Linked DNA regions of Zea mays: regions 1 and 3 are each linked to region 2. The links are chromatin contacts, called in public Hi-C maps. All regions are on one chromosome and are shown on one strand. Each heading gives the region's core, a stretch centred on a gene start, on an enhancer-like site or on the middle of the called end of the contact. The rest is flanking DNA. Distances are from core to core; before and after follow the strand shown. Region 1 has its middle 67 kb from the start of LOC103651348. Region 2 holds the start of LOC100275480. Region 3 holds the start of LOC118476764.

Evidence for each region. A called contact is a pair of places that touch in the nucleus more often than the background predicts.
Region 1: a Hi-C map of ear shows a contact between it and region 2, with 2.1 times the contacts expected there. The contact joins the enhancer-like site here to the promoter of LOC100275480 in region 2. A contact is called at or near these places in 7 of 25 Hi-C or Micro-C datasets (bundle sheath, ear, endosperm and 2 more).
Region 3: a contact with region 2 is called in a Hi-C map of ear, with 2.7 times the contacts expected there. The contact joins the promoter of LOC118476764 here to the promoter of LOC100275480 in region 2. A contact is called at or near these places in 6 of 25 Hi-C or Micro-C datasets (ear, endosperm, leaf and 2 more).

What each region holds. Positions count from the first base shown.
Region 1 is chr3:213,837,707-213,841,497 of Zm-B73-REFERENCE-NAM-5.0, reverse strand. No RefSeq gene overlaps it. Among protein-coding and RNA genes, the nearest start is that of LOC103651348, 67 kb to the left of the region's middle. Within about 2 kb of position 1,532, at least 18 of the 20 cell types and tissues checked have an H3K27ac peak or open chromatin away from gene starts, as enhancers often do. A contact at or near this core is called in bundle sheath, ear, endosperm and 2 more, where this site is marked.
Region 2 is chr3:213,982,320-213,985,629 of Zm-B73-REFERENCE-NAM-5.0, reverse strand. It overlaps LOC100275480, which reads right to left and starts at 1,775. Exons shown (of 1, transcript NM_001149544.2): 1 at 936-1,775. The coding sequence starts at 1,690. The coding sequence ends at 1,244.
Region 3 is chr3:214,197,590-214,201,427 of Zm-B73-REFERENCE-NAM-5.0, reverse strand. It overlaps LOC118476764, which reads left to right and starts at 2,092. Exons shown (of 2, transcript XM_035966432.1): 1 at 2,092-3,838. It overlaps LOC100286233 (transcription initiation factor TFIID subunit 11), which reads left to right. Exons shown (of 4, transcript NM_001159121.1): 3 at 621-720; 4 at 1,011-1,447. The coding sequence ends at 1,138.

The sequences.
Region 1 (3,791 bases), core at 283-2,782, 140 kb after region 2:
AGACTCCTTGCTAGACGAGCTCCTCTCCTTTGACGGCTCCTCCATGACCACGAATGGGGATTTGGCTTCCTAGACGGAGGTTCTACTGATGCCGATTTGAAAATGGGATTTAGCTTTCTAGACGGACGTTACTGTTAGACAAGAAATGGGATTTGGCTTTCTAGACGGACTTTGCTGCTAGACAAGAAATGGGATTTGGCTGCTGATGCAGATCGCTGGAATCGCTCCTTTGCTGGCTTGCTGCTGATGTAGATCGAAATGGGATTTGGCTTCCTTTATGGTGCGCAATCAGGGTGTGAACGAGAATATGTGGCGCATGAGGAACGACGCAGCGGCGGCGGCAGTGCGAACGGCGTGACGGAGGTAAAACGACAAATTCATTGGACATACTGTTTGGGCTAGAGCGCCTAATTCAACCGGACGGAGGGAGTAGTTGTCTTCAGCTTATTATTACCGTGCACGTCTGCTAGTACTACTACCGTGCTTATCAGATCAGCTTCCCCCTCTCCTCGAACGAAAGAGCATCTCCTACACGTTCTGACGCACGTCTTTTCGCGAATTCTGTGATGGCCGGCAAATGGAGATAACGTGATCGGCTCTCTCTCTGACTCTTTCTCTTCCCAGACAGAGACGTTAGAAAGGTACTGTTGCCGTGCTGAAAACGAAACTGGCTGCCCCCGCGCCACGTATGTCACCTGGTTAGAGTAAAGTTTACCACCTCGCTCGCAGGAAGGACAAGTGGCGCTTTGCTTCGCGTGGCTGGCTCTCAGTCTCTCACTCTGTCACTCAGACACTCACTCACCCAGCCAGGCACGACGCTCCCCTTTTCTTTAGTCATCTACTCATCCCCAAGTCAAAGGCTCCTGGTTGGACGCCCACTGCCTAGCTAGCTACTCCAATTATTGCCGCGTTTAACCGAGCAACGCACTCATGAGTCATGACTGCATGCGCAGCTGTGTTTTTGTTTTCCCTCGTGGTGGAGAAGGGTCAGGTACGTCGCGACCTGGCAACGCCGACCGCATCCCGCCGCCAGCAGTTTTCGCCTCGTCTCCCGGGGTGCACTGTAGCGCCCACGGGGAGACCCGCCGCCGTCTCCGTTGCATCATTTGCCCGTGGCGCTGCTTTCCGCGCATCATATGGAGCAAGTAAAACTAACCGTGGGTAGGGACATGCACAGACCGTAGCGCGTGCGTGGAAACAAACAAACAAACAAAAACCAGGAGAGCACGGGGGGGGGGGGGGGGGGGGGGGGGGGGGGGGGCAGGCAGTGGAGGACCGGAGGAGGCCTGATCGTGACCGGAAGGAGGAGGGCTCGTCGGAGTCGCGGCCGCTCTCCGCGACCCATTCCGACGCCCAAGGGACGCCGCCGCACGTCCCTTTCGCGCGCGCGGACCCGATGCGTTGCGTGCGTTGTGCCGGGTCCTCCTCCCGTCCTCCGGCCGGCCGTGGCGATGCCGAGGCCCTAGTCGTCCTACCTCGTCGCTGCTCCCAGCTTACGGCCCACGGCCCACGGCCCACGGCCCACGGCCCACGGCCCGCAGCCGTGTCCCATTACAAAAACGAAGCGGGCTCGTGTCATGGTGTGGCGCCTCGCCATCTTGGCACGGTGTGTTTTTTTAAAACTTCTCTTTCTAAGCAAGCACGCGATGGAATGGAAATGTTGTAGTGTAATGAAAACGAGTTCGAGTGAATGAAAATAACATCCACTGTTTGTTATTGCAGGGAGACTATATATATACACATGTAGGGGTGCAAGCCAAAGGGCATATATGTCCCTTGGCGAGATAAGTGTCACCCCCTAGAGAATTGAGCAAATGTTTATTTTCTAACACACATGTGACCATCGAGTAGATGCGTCAATCAATACCATGAAGTATCTGAATGGTTCAGAAGTTGGTGTAATTGGTCCACAAATATCTTCTTGAATTCTTCCTAGATTTTTTTGTTGTTCAACTTTAATTTTAAGATGTGTTGGTTTCAAAATCATTTTCCCAGTTGCACATACTGTGCAAATAAAATCTTTCGATTTAAGAAAAAAAAATTGTTGTGGGCAAATTATGACCAATATAATTGCATGTAATTTATCTCATCATCCCTATACCTTGATGACCAAGTGGATCATGCCATATCTGGAATGGATCAACATCTTCAAAAAAATCACTTTATATGCAACATGTGCAATGGACTTTATGTATGTATAGTACAACTCAAACGTGAGTGATGAAATTTTATCACATGTATCTGTCATATCTGTTCGGCTTAATAAAAAAGAGAAACTCTTCTTGATTTTGTATGCAGACTTAAAAGAATGCAAAAAAAAAAACAAAAGCAAGTAAAGATATGTGAATTATAAATGTAAAAACAAAAATAATTCACGAACAAGTCTATCATATTTAGGGATGGCAACGGGGAATTCTCCGTCATGTTTTAGCTCCCCATACTCGTCCCCGCAATGAAAAAAGTTCGCCACGGGGATCCCCACGAACTCTTGCGGGGGCATTTCTTCCCCATCCTCGTTCCCCGCGGGGATAAATCCCATCGGGGATTTCCGTCACGCTTAAATTATAATCAGAACATATTTTCTTTGTTATTATTGTAAAACATTATCACTTATACACCTTGCTAGATGAGCGCGACGAGTTGAGATCCAGGTTTACCTTGTTAGATGCGTACAACTTGTCCTGGTTTGCAAATTGAGCTACCAGAGAGAGAAACACTATGATAGCCTTGCTTGAGAAGTCTAGCTTAGTGAGTGCCCCTGCACTTGCACAGTGTGCGCTTTGTGAGGGTTTGCAATATGCTCTTGAGTCCTACAGACACGATAGGACCCGGATCAAGGAAGAAAACACATACATTCGATCGGTCTCGAGCTGGGCGTCGTGTAGTGAGTTCCAATTGGGCATGATGGTTAGACAGTTCAAGAGGGGAACTGGTGGACCGTGGTTAGGCTTTGTTGCTCAATATGAGAGTGTCGCTTGTTTTAGAAAGGTCGGCGAGTGTAGTGGGTCAAAACATTCAGAGAACCCATAAGCTGCTCCCAAGTTTATCAAAATCACCCCACCTAAGCTTATTGAAAGTCGCCTAGAGGGGGTGAATAGGCGTAATCTGAAATTTACAACTTTAAACACACACTACAAGTCGGGGTTAGCATTAGAACTTAAATCAAGTCCGGGAGAGAGGGGAAAACAAATCAAATGGAAATCAAGCGAATGAACACGGGGATTTGTTTTACCGAGGTTCGGTTCCAAAGAACCTAATCCCCGTTGAGGTGGTCACAAAGACCGGATCTCTTTCAACCATTTCCCTCTCTCAAAACGGTCACTTAGACCGAGTGAGCTTTCTCCTTAATCAAACGGGTCACTTAGACCCCGCAAGGACCACCACACACTTAGGTGTCTCTTGCTTTGATTACAAGTCACTTTGGAACAAGAATGAGGAAGGAAGAAAGCGATCCAAGCAACAAGAGCACAAATGAACACGAACACACACTCTCTCAAGTCACTAGGTGGTTGGAATGAATTTAGGACTTGGAGAGGCTTTGATCTTTTGAATTGTGTCTAGGAGTGAATGCACTAGCTCTTGTATTGAATGAGAACTTCAAAAAACCTGGATGCATGGAGTTGTGGTGGTTGGGGGGATTTATATCCCTCAACCACCAAGTAGCCGTTGGGGAAGGCTGCTGGCGATGGGCGCACCGGACAGTCCGGTGCGCCACCGGACAGGTCCTGTTCACTATCTGGTGCGCCGCCACGTCACCCAACCGTTAGGGTCTGGAGCCCGGTCGACCGTTG
Region 2 (3,310 bases), core at 526-3,025:
GATTATATAAATAATATTGTCATTTGGATTTGAGTGAGTAAGGAAGAGAGAACTATTCAGCGATCTGAACTGTTGATTTTGATGCTGTGTTAAGTCTGAGCGCAATTTGTTTGGTGGATTTAGTTGAGGTTATGGTGTGAAGATGATTTGGTTGGATGAGTATTGTAAAATTAAAATTGATGGATTATACAGTGGTAAGATAAGATACAATTTTATTCTCCCTCTTACTAAATGTCGTACCACATCAGCAAAAAGAAAGGCATCTCATTAATAAGTATGATACTGCCTATTAGGAATAGCCTTATCGTAGCTTACAGTAAGGATAGACATGCTCAGGTAACAGCCAGTTTAAAAAGCTAAAAAGGATGTATTGTATTACAAGCCATATACAGGTTCCAAGGTACTTATGTTGGCTTACATAGAATGCTAATCCAAGACCAAGATGTATTTATTATTACACGGTCATCTTATTCAAAACTTTTTTTTTTAAAAAAATAACGCTTTCGATCTAGCTTTACAAATGAAGAGCTGAAGCTCTGAGTAAACCGCCCCTTTGACGCTTGCTAATATAACATCTGACCTTGACAGCCGTCTTGGGGATGGATGAGATCATGAGAAGGTAGATCAGAAAGGAAGAAATTTGGAGCGGATGGGCGTGAAAACGGCGGGCCACTTGCGCAGAGGTCGACTGTTTCTAGCAGTTATCTGATCTACCAAGCCCCGGTGACCACTGGCTCAGCTCCTGACGTACCACTTGCCCGCCCCGTTGCTTTCTCCTCGTGTGAAAGGGTAAGGAACGGCCAGTGCAGCCGCCAAATGCTCGCTGCTGATGCATGCATTCGCCGCCGTGGCAGGTTTGGCTTGGCTACCCCGTTCAGAAAACAAAGCTTGGAGATGAAGCGATAGCCGTGAGCGAGGCGATAGAGACGAGAAAGTGATCATGAACTAAGAAGCTAGCTGAGCTGCACCACTACTTGTGTAGAGACTAGAGACTGGCCATGCTGCCATAGAATCATCTCCACAGCACTCCTACACATATGTACAGGCACGGCCCGGGTGACCAACGAATCATACACTACTCACCTGAAACCGCGACTGTCCTAGGTAAAAGCTAAAAAGTTGTTCACGTCTAACTTAAAACACTACTGCAAGTTGTTCACGTACTAAAGCAAACTGCAAGCTCCGGCGCTCAAAGCTAGTGGTGTGGCACCACTGGGCGCGCGCTCACACCTGTTCTCCTCTATCAGTCTATCGGCGGGAGCATGCGGTTGCCTCCCAGTCCCAGCGTCTCGGCGCGCGCCGCCGCGCCACTGCAGCTCCCGGCCCGTAGCTCGCTTCTGAGCTCGGCCATCCTGGCCTTGCGCACCCGCGCGCTCTGCGCCTCCATCAGCCTCGCCACCAGCGCCTCCGCGTCCTTCCTCTCCATCACGATCCTCACCGCCAGCACCTTGCTGGACGCGGCCGCGCCGTCGCCACCACCCGCCCGCAGAGCTCGTCCCGCGCGCGTCGTTTCCTCCTCAACGTCGCCGTCCTGCTTGCGCGCCGTGCCCACCACGCGGCTCGGCGTGGCAGGAGGCGCCGCCTCGGTGACGGCAACGTTCTCGGAGCGCCTGCGCCTGCGCGCGGTCCCGGCGCCCCTCCTGCCGCCGGTGGCCTCGCGGGACACGCGCGGCGGCACGGTGTTGCCCATGTCTGTGCGTGCGTGCGTGGAGCGGCACTGGCCAAGTGAGTGCGTGGTTACTAGGGAGTGACACGAGATTGTGGGTGGTGTTCGCAACTCGGATGGTTCCTCGGCCGTGCTATTTGTAGCGCGTCACGAAGCGGATGACTTGTTCAGACAAGGGTAAAAGGGACGTGTTCGCAGCGCGGCACGGATAAGTTCCCTCGCTATCGTCGTGCTCCACCTCCACCTCCATGGGTCCATGGACGAACGGAAGCGCGCGAACTAAGGTAGTGTTTGGTTGAGGAGCCAAGTAGAACGGAGTCGTTCCATCCCTGATTCTAGTAACGGAGCCGCTCTATTTTGTGTTTGTTAATCTGGAACGGAGCGGCTCTGTTTTTTGTTTGGTTGCAGAGTCAACGGAACGGAGCGTGACTGTGAGAGCGGGATGGGAACGGAGCGGCTCCGTCCGGTTGATTTTTTGGAGCGGAATGGTTCCGGATCTGAGAAGAATATTCCCTAATTAGAGTCATTCCGTTCTAGTTACTTTGTAACCAAACAGCAACAAAACTGGAACAGAACGACTCCGTTCTACTTAGCTCTTCAACCAAACACTATCTAAAGGCCCTGTTTGATTGAGACCACATTAGGTCTTGTTTCGTTACTCTAATTTTATGTAGATTAGATGAAATTAGAAAATTTTATGAAAGATCTTAACTTTTTTAAGGATCGAAACTCACTTAGGCCTGGTTCATTTATTATATCAATCCAGCTCTGGCTTAGGATGAATTATATCACAATCCATGTTCCTAAATAATTTAAGGCTACTCAAATTTTTATTCGATTAAACCAAACATGGATTATAACGTAAGGATTTAGAATTTTTTTAAACTATGGAAGACATGTATTCTATCCATAGCTCATCAGGTATGGAACAAATATATAAATATATTGCAGAAATTTATATTATAATCCATGAATCAAAAGAATAACTAACTTTAAAGATACAAAAATTAAATGATGGATTTAATCCTACCATGTGATTAGATGTGAGGTATAGATTTACTTAATTCATACTCGGATTAAATCTATGATAAGATTTTATCCTCGTAACTGAACAAGACCTTAATCCCATACAACGAACAAGTCCAACTACGACCTTAATCCTCGGACGTATGTAATCCAAATAAAGTGGCAGGCTGTGTTATGGAAAGGTCTCTGACTTAGAACCAAACCGCCTAATAATTCACGTACTAGTGCATAGCTATACTTCGTCGTTGTTAAGAAATTCTTTTTAGGTATGTATAAGAAAAATCACTATATCCATTCCTTGTTTTAAACGGTCTCGAATAAGTTTTTTTTTTCCGGAACAATGATAGATAACACGTGTTCTAGAGCCAAAGTTAGTGCGGCGTATTTGCATCGTTGGTAACTGTATATTGTCATGATCTAGGATTCATAAAAAGACTGGGCTAGCCTATGTCCAACAAAAACAATTGTATATATATAATGGCATGCACGAATTTCTTCTAGCAACCAAGAATTTCCTCATTTTTCGGTGGGTTTTCTGGAATATGCAAATGGGATGTCAGAATTTCAGACTTTTAGTCTTAATATATATGAAAAAAGACATTGAACAATTTTGGTTAG
Region 3 (3,838 bases), core at 843-3,342, 220 kb before region 2:
CAAGTACCCACCTACACCTCCATCCTTACACATAACACTTGTAGGTGTGAGACGGTAAGGACCTGAGATGCAAGTGGATATTTGAACTTTGAAATCCCCTGACTTGTAGGCGAGTCTTTTCTATTTTCTCTAAATTAAATGATCTAAACTCATGCGTTATTTATATTTGTCCCATTATTTCTCAATGGTTGAATTTGTAAATAAATATATGCATATAGAGCAGATATTTTTACCTTGAATGCATGACTAGTGATAGTATCTTAAGTCAAATAAGTGCTAGCTGCTAAAGCAAATATTTGTTTTTTGTTCCAATTCATGGAAAATTACTCGGCTCTCGATGCCTTATATGAAACATACTAAGATAGCCATGCATGTTATATGTATTTATTTCATTTCCTATAGAAGTGCTTGGATAACAACAATTTGGTCGGGAGTTTTTTTTTTTTTTTTTGCTTCATTCATCATGCTGCAGGCTTGAAATTTGTATGCCCGTACCGATTTGAATAGAGGGTGTGCCGATAACAAATTTGAATCCTTTAATCATGTAATTGCTATCCAGTAACTCAGATCAGTCTTCGGCCAGATTTTGTAGTGTTAATCTGTATTGTGTTTGCTTACAGCTATTGGCAAGCATCACTGGAAGTCAAAAGATTTCTATCCCTACATCAATTGTGGTATCAGGAATAGCAAAAATATTTGTTGGTGAGCTAATTGAAACAGGCAAGTTCAGAATAGTCACGTTTACTTTTTTTTCCTATGGAATCCGATTTTCTACAGCGTTGCTGAAATGTATATTTTGTACGTTGTCTAAGGATGATAACCAACATCCAACTGTAAGCTCACCTAGTATGATCTTGTTTTTTTAGTCTGGCTTCTGTTTCTGTGGTCCATTTTCTTCTTTCCACCTCGCTACGATCCAAGGAACTTGCTAGCAGAATTTGTAGGTTCCAACAGAAGGGATGGCTTTCTTGGTTGTTGCTTTCTCTTGACAATTTCACTGTGTATTGCAGCAAGAGTAGTCATGAGTGAGAGGAAGGATTCAGGACCCATCAGGCCTTGTCACATCAGGGAGGCATACAGAAGATTGAAGCTTGAAGGGAAGATCCCACGGCGCTCTGTTCCTAGGCTCTTCCGCTAGAACTGACACACATCAGGCAGGAGTCGGGACAGATGTGGGACAATCGTTTTCCACGTAACTGCGGACCTCGTCATACGTACCATGGGAATTGAAAACCTGTGTACTGTAAAGTTAGCCCCCCGTTTTGACTTCATACTAGCCGCTGATGCGCTGAATAACAGGTGGTGGCTCCTGTCACGAGCTAGATGTCTTGAAATGGGTTTGGGGAATGATTTAGCAAGAACAAGGTTAGGATTACAGGGTCGGGCATGCGGCTGGGACCTGCGAGACGAGGATCTATTCGAAATGCAGTTTGTTAGAATTTACTTACTTGCTTAAGGCTGTTTTCGGTGAATCTGTTTGACACTGTTTGAAGGATGAGTTTGAAATAGGGATAAGGTACACAGCGCAGTGCCGCCCAAGGTTTGAGAAACCGGTCGGCAAACCAGATAAACCGGCCGGCTTTCCGGTTATCGGGCCCAGCCGGTTTTGTAGTTTGAATTTGTGAAATTTTATAAAATTTGAAATATTTTGACGAAAATTTTCTTATAAATACTATGGATTATTCTAAGACTTTCCACTGAAACCAAATTTAAAAATACACTACCGAATTCAAACTAAAAATCAAAAAAGTAAAAAAAATAAAAAAAAAACACCTCCTAAATGGGCTGGCCCATTATGGCTATACTTAACCCTAACGCCGCGCAACCAGCTCCACAGAGCTCCCCATCCGCTTCTACGCCTCGTCCGGTCGAAACCGTCGTCCGTCCGCCGCCAGAGCACGACGAGCCGGCCATAAGAACCGGCTAGCCGACCGGTTGGAGCGGAAAGCCGCCGGTAAGTCCCTCTTCCTCGACAGTCCGTAAACCAGCGGTTTGAGGCGATTTATCGGCCGGTTTGAGCGGCTAATCGGCCGGCTAGCTCCGGCTTATCGGGCGCATCGGCTAGGGCGCGCCGCGCGGCTTACCGGCCGGTTAGGCCGGTTTATCGGTGATATGAGCCGATTAATCGGCCAGATGGGTCGATTAGCCGAGCTGCCGAGTAGGGGTAGGGTTAGGTTAATTTTTCCCCTTTTGGCTTCAAATCATTTGAAATTAGCACCGCTACTTGTAAAAATAGATGTAGGCTAATAATTGTAGGCTAATAATAGTTGTTGTTGCTATTTTCAGGGATGTCGGAGCGGCAAGATCCGGTTTGGGTACACGGGGACAACATATATCCCGGATTCAAGTGCAAGTATTGCAAGAAACAGTGGAAGGGTGGTGGTGCTACACGTTTCAAGCAACACCTTGCATCGTGTGGGGGGAATGTGCAAGGTTGTCGCACCGTTCCACCGGACACTGCCGATTACTTTCGGCGTGAGCTAGACAAGGTCCATGATAAAAGAAAAGCAAGAGTAGCGGAAGAGGCACGAAAGTTGCAAGCGGCGGGTTCGCATCGTGTTTCCGATGATGATGATGATGCGGAGTTACAGGCCGCAATGCGTGCGTCGAGAGAGGAGGAGCTTAGGATGCGTGCTCGCGCGAGCGGTGGCACGTATGAGACGGGTGGTGGCTCGTACCAAGGTGGTCTCCGTGCCGCGTTTGGGAGAATAGGTTCTAGGAAGGAGAAGCCACATATGGTGCAGACAAGGATTGATACGGGTCCGTTCTCTAAGGCGGGAAAGAATGCGGTCCATTTTGTTGGTCAGCAGTGGGCTAAGTGGTTCCATGCGGAGGCGATTCCAGGGCATAAAGCAAACAGTCCATATTTCATCAATGCATTTAGAGAGACGCAAAAACATGGTGAGTGTGGATCCAAAGTTTATCATTGTCAATCAATGTCGTACATTTCTCTCATTCATGTTGTACCTGACATGTAGGTGAAGGGGTCAGATATCCGAAAGGATATTTGATTGACAATCGGTAGTTAGATGAGAATGAGAAGGATTTGCAGGATGATTTCACAAAGTTCAAGGAGGACTGGCCAACATATGGACTTACCATCATGTGCGACTCACGGACAGGACCGACCCAAATGTCAGTGATTAATTTCATGTTATTTTGTAATGGTGTTATGTTCTTCCATAAATCAGTGGATGCAACGGGTAAATCCCAGGATGCGAATTACCTATATAAGGTAATTTCATTATCATTTTATGGTTGGTTGAATGCTATTCTATGCGCCTCTTATTGTTGTAATTTGGACGATGCTTGTAGGAAATCATGGACGTGGTCACCGAAATTGGTCCAGAGCATGTGGTCCAGATTATCACTGATAATGGTGCGAACCACAAAAAGGCATGACGTATGGTAGTCGCGAAGCACCCTACTATTGTGTGGCAGCCATGTGTCGCTCATACCATAAATTTGATGTTAAAGGAGATTAGAAATTTTCCTGAGCATGATGTTGTGATTCAAAGTGCTAGACGGGTATCACGGTTTCTTTACAACCATAACAAGCTACATTCCATGATCAAGGAGGCAATTGGTGGGGAGTTGGTTCAATGGAATGCCACTAGGTTTGGAACAAATTATGTTTTCTTAGAGAGCTTTCTTCGTCGGAAGGACAAGTTCATGGTGTGGATGGGTTCTCAGGGATTCCTACAAAGCAAGTTTAGTAGTATGCCAGAAGGGAGGTACACTCATCAAACCCTTACGAGCCTGTCATGGTGGGATGAATTGAAGTATGTGGTTGATGCGACTGAGCCATTATTTGGTTTTCTTTGCTTCGCTGATGAGG